Regions from separate parts of the Mus musculus genome. Here region 2 is linked to region 1. Evidence: chromatin contacts called from public promoter capture Hi-C data. All regions are on one chromosome and are shown on one strand. The core of a region is the stretch at or near the end of the contact, and the rest is flanking DNA. Distances in the headings are between cores, read along the strand shown. Region 1 holds the start of Cdh1 (cadherin 1). Region 2 holds the start of Nfat5 (nuclear factor of activated T cells 5).

Evidence for each region. Capture Hi-C pulls out chosen DNA fragments and counts their contacts.
Region 2: a contact with region 1 is called in a promoter capture Hi-C map of pancreatic islet. The contact joins the promoter of Nfat5 here to the promoter of Cdh1 in region 1. A contact is called at or near these places in 1 of 39 promoter capture datasets (stem cell-derived epiblast-like cells), 2 of 115 datasets of contacts at active chromatin or transcription factors (bone marrow-derived macrophages and embryonic stem cells) and 1 of 9 other capture datasets (pancreatic islet).

Annotation. Positions count from the first base shown.
Region 1 is chr8:106,602,044-106,604,685 of GRCm38.p6, reverse strand. It overlaps Cdh1 (cadherin 1), which reads right to left and starts at 1,336. Exons shown (of 16, transcript NM_009864.3): 1 at 1,144-1,336; 2 at 279-399. The coding sequence starts at 1,191.
Region 2 is chr8:107,292,133-107,294,774 of GRCm38.p6, reverse strand. It overlaps Nfat5 (nuclear factor of activated T cells 5), which reads right to left and starts at 1,305. Exons shown (of 15, transcript NM_018823.2): 1 at 877-1,305. The coding sequence starts at 949.

The DNA of each region.
Region 1 (2,642 bases), core at 87-2,586:
CAGGTTTGGCGGTCTGAAATGATAGACCGGCTCCAGTAATCAGTTGGAGGAATACCGATGACCTCTAAATACCCTTGGCCCATTTCTGCCCCGTATAAATAGCAGAGCCAGACATATCTACCTTGATCAACCACAATCGATAAATAAGACTCCCAAATCTGCCGTAAATTCCAAGGAAGAGTTTTGTCCATTCCACCCTACCAGCATGGTAGCACGATTTCTTGGCGCCTTCACTACCCGACCCCACTCGGCCGAGTAACACCATCAGTTTCCCTTACCTCTGCCCAGGACATGGCCTCTCTCCAGGTGCCTCTCCGGCACCGGGAAGGTGTAGACCTCGGAACTGAAGCCGGGACTGCAGGACTCAGGCTCCAGCTCCTGGCAAAGCCATGAGGAGACCTGGGATGGAGGTAAAGTAAGCAAACTGGTGACTTGAGGGGGTTCCCAGCAGCCCACACCGAAACCAAGGGTAACCCTTCCCTCGCCTCGGGCGCCGGGATTAGTGGGGAGGACCCCCCTCAGGGCACACAGGGACGCTATCCGCTCATCCCGAAACCAGCCGCCAAGCTCCAAAAGCCTTTGGGGGAGGGGACATCTGGGGCCACCACCTGGCAACCTAGTCCACCTTCCTCTCCTAGCTCCATTTGCATCTCACTGGAGACGCCTTGACTCTTCCGGACACCACTTTCCTTCGACCGCGAACGGTCTCAACGCACACCCGCAGACTCCTCTCGGGTACCCCAATCTACGGTCCCTCCCTAACAGGACAGGTGCTTTTATAATACTAAAATCCCTTCCCTTATCTCGGATCGTCCGCGCTACTTCAGCACCCCACCTTCTACAGGCAGGCCCCCATCCTGCTCCACGCCTCCTCTGTCTCAAACAGGGACCCTGCTCAACCCGGGGACCCGGGAGCCGGCAGCGTGGCGCGCCCCCACCTGGGAACCTGCGCCAGAGGCGACCACTCCGCGCCCGCCTGGACCTCCCTCCCACTCCACCGCACTCAGCCCCGCACCGCGCAGCGCCCAGGGCGATCTGGCCCTCCGGATCCCAACTTTCTTGGAAGAAGGGAAGCGGGACCACAGCCGGCAGAAAAACACAGCGAAGCGGATCATGGGGCACGAGTCAGGACCCTCCACATACCTGCAGCAGGAGCAGGAGCGCGGAAAAGCTGCGGCACCGGGCTCCCATGGCGGACCCGGCAGACGCCGAGCAAACACTGAGCTCGGGTGCGGTCGGGCAGGGCCGGGTTAGGCCGGGCAGGAGTCTAGCAGAAGTTCTTGGGAACTCAGTAGTGCGCCGCGGCTCCCACACCAGTGAGCAGCGCAGAGGCTGCGGCCGCCAGGTGAGCCCGCAGGCACCGCCCCCGGCGCCGCTGATTGGCTGGGGACGCACCTGCAGGTGGCAGCCAAGGAACTGCAGGGCCCTCAACTTCCTCCACCCCTGTCTGTAGTTGGTGGCATGGGGCCGGCCTTAGAAGACTTCCCAGCTTCCTATTCCACGGTCGTTCGAATCCTAGCCTAGCTGTGCTCTGACCCACGGAGACATGGAGTTACAAAGGACTTTATTCATCATCTAGGTTTCCGTTTTGTTTCTTATGTTTTTATTTTCTTTGGTTGGATGAGTTTGTTTGCTTAGGGATTTTAAATGACATTTTAACATGGGGGGAGGGGTGCGTGCGCGGGCGAGAGCGCGATCCTGTGCTCGCAAACGCACGTGCCACAGACCGATTGTGGAGATAAGACGACAGCCTTCAAGAGTCAATTCTCTTCTTCCACCAAGAGGGTCTTGGGATTGCATTGCCGCCATTGGCCTTTACTGACTGAGCTATTTCTCCGACGGTTTTATTTTGTTTGGTAGCTTTTTTGTTTGTTTGTTTTCCAACTCAGGTGGGCCTGGAATTGTCTTAGTCTTAGCCATCCTCCTGTTTCAGTCTCCCGAATGCTGGGATTGCACAAGTGGGGTACCAGACCAGGCTAATCTAATTTTCTAACACCTGACCGGCTCCCTTTTGAGACATAGCCTTGCTATGTAGCCCAGCATGGCTTTAAACTCATCATTGTTCAAACTCAGCCTTCTCACTTCTGGGATGGAGCTACAGGTACCCACTACCTTACTGCCCGGCTAAAATCTGTTCTCTTAACTTCAGTTCTCAGGACTAGGTAACCCAGACTGGCTTTGACCTTGGGACCCCCAAGTAGCAGCATCCTATGCATCCCACATCCATCAGGTTTTTTGTTTTGTTTTGTTTTGTTGTTGTTGCTTTTTATTTTAAATCTTTTACTTACATTGTTCTCCCTCCGTGTATGTCTATGTGAGGGTATCAGATCTCCTGGAACTGGAATTACAGACAGCTGTAACTACCATGTGGTTGCTGGGATTTGAACCTGGGTCCTTTGGAAGCAGCCAGTGCTCTCAACCACTGAGCCATCTCTCCAGCCCTCCTCATCAGTTGTTCTGTTGGGTTTTATTTTTTAATAATTTATTTTGTTTATGTGTATTGGTGTGAGGATGTCAGGTCCCTTGGAACTAGAATTACAGCCAGTTGTGAAATGCCATGGGGGTGCTGGGATTTGAACCCGGTCCTTTCGAAAGGCAGTCAATGCTCTCAACCGCTGAGCCATCTCTCCAGCCCTCTCCCA
Region 2 (2,642 bases), core at 56-2,555, 690 kb before region 1:
CTGCAGGCCTTAGCCAAAGTAGTTTTAAATGGGATTTTCTGTTCATTGCCTCCTCTCTGCACGAAGCCCTTGAACAGCAACAGAAGAGAATTTTTCTCAAAGGGCAGGACTGTGCCCGAGCCTGGTACTCCAGGGAGAGGAATACAAGTACTCCAAGGAGGGCATCCCTATCTTTGTAAAAGAGAAGTAATTAGAATGTCACGGAGGTGGAAAGAGAGAAAGAAGATTGGGGCCTTTTCCAGGCAAGAAGATGACGAGGAAAGGAAGAACGCCTGGCCGAGGGGGGCCGTCCCGACATGGGGAGGGAGTGGACTAGGCCGGGGAAGGGGGGGGAGTAGGACGACCGCGCACAAACAAGACCAGAGGGAGAAAAAAAAAAAAATGGTGACCCTGAGCTCCGAAGCCCCTCGGGGCCACGCAGCCCGGCGTGGGGCAACTTTGCCAAAGAGGAGAGTCCGGGGGACACGAGCCGCGGCGCCCCGATTCCACCCCCCCTCCCCGGTGTCCCCAGCAGCGGGACCAGTGGGGTGATTCCCGAGCCGGGGGAGGACTGGGCCGGCAGTCCGCCGAGTGTGGTGGAGTCCGGACCCGCCGACCGGCAGGTTGCGAACCTCCGGGACCGCAGAGGACTCTGGGGGGCGCGCGGACCCTAAGCCCCCCGCCGCGCCGCCGCGCCGCGCCGCGCTGGGGAGGGGGGCGCCGCTCGGCAGCTCCGGGATCACCCCTGGCCCTCCGCGGCCAGCCCAGGACTCTCGTGAGGGGCAAGCCCGCCCGAGCCCGGCCCCGACGGGGGACCCCCCCACCCCAGCCCGGGACTCCGCGCGCTCGCGCTCCCCGCCCCCACGCCCCACCCCCCCACCCCCCCATCTGACTCACCTCGCGAGTACAGGGACTTGGGCGATTCCAGGTCTAGGTCCGCGCTGAGCAATGAGATGAAGTCCGAGGGCATCGCAGCTCGACCCAGCCCGGCCCGAGGGCAGCGGGAGGGGGGGAGCGGCGGTGGCGGCGGCACCTCCTCTCCGGGATCCGCGGGCACCGAACCGGGGGCGGTGAGGCGAGGGCGGCAGCCGCTGCCTCCTCCTCCTCCTCGAGGGCAGTCACTTCCCACCCGGCCGAGCGATGAGAAGGGCGGCGGAGTGGAGGGAACAGCTCTGCGGAGTGGAGAACTGACTCCCGGTGAGTCCAGAGACCAGAAGCTTCGGACCGGGGAAAGGGGAAGAGGGAGAGCCAAACGGGTCCGTTTCGGGCTTCTCCTCAGCGCACACTGACGGCCGCCGCCACCGCCGGCGCCGCTGACAGGAATCTGAGCCCCGCCCCCTCGTGGGGCACTGCGCACGCGCGGAGGGGGGGAGGTCCGGGAGCCCGGAAGAGCCTGGCGGCCGGCGGAGGGCGGACAGGCGCGCCACGGAACAGCATCAACAAGGGCTTCGCTTCCTGCCGTCGCTGCTGCGGCCGCTGCTGATCCCGGGCTGGGAAAGGGCCCCGCCAGCCAGCAGGGAGGGTGGAGGGAGGCGGCCTGGCTTCTGGGGCCCTGAGAAGGGAAAAGATTTTTTTTTTTTTTTTTTTTTTTTGCCTCGACCTGGTGGCGGCGAGCCTGAGGCGGCCGGCCCTGCTCCGTGGTGTACTTAGGAGGACACAGACCCTGGGGGACCTGGATGTCAGCCAGGAGGGGAAAAGCCCTCCAGGGACTTGCAGCGATCGAGGCCCGCTCGCTGGAGCTCAGCACTGGGGAATGGAGTTCCACAGCTTGGACAGCAACCGGGCCCTTCGGGGTTTTTCATAGCAGTGTCTGCAGTGAGCTGGTCAAGGGGCTATCAGACTCACTTTTTAATTAAGAAAGGGCAAGCCATACTCACCACCACCACCACCATCACGAGTTACCAAGTTTTGTTTGTGGATTTTGTTGTTGTTGTTCCTGTTCGTGGATTTTTTTGTTGTTGATGATTTCTGTTGGCCCACTCTGGCCTGGAGCTCACTATGTAGATCAGGCTGGCCTCAAACTCACAGAGCTGTGCTTGCCCCTGCCGGTCAGAAGTCACCATGCTCGGCTATTGATTCTTTTTAATGAAAATATTTTCCCCCCACGTTACCCACCACACCAAATTTACGGCGACTGCATTTATTTATTTATTTAGACAGGTGATTTTGTTATGTAGGTCTAGCTGGCCTGCAATTCGCTGTGTAGATTTAGACTGGCCTCAATTTTAGGGCAGTTCTCCTGACTCAGCTTTTCGAATGCTGGGATTACAGAAGAGTACCACCATGCCTGGCTTTGATTTTTGTTGTTGTTGTTGTTTAAGTTTATGTATAATGATGTCTCTGATAGTGAATGGTCGAATTTACTCCGGAGTGGAAAATAAAAGACAATTTAAAAATGGGATCATGTGAGTCCACATGGCTTGTGTGTAATGCACACGCGTGCGTGGGGTAGGGGGAGAGAAGTAAGCAAACATACTCTTCCACACGGGTTTTCATTTTTTTCACTGTGCTAAGGGAGAATGGAGGGAAAACATGTAAATGAGATTTTTTTGGCTGCTCTGTTCTCGGGGGCTAAAAGTTTCCGTTGCAAAAACACATCCTCACCTCCACCACAGACTGTTTCCTGACTCTTAATAGACTTTTGGGAAATTTTTAATCGAGTT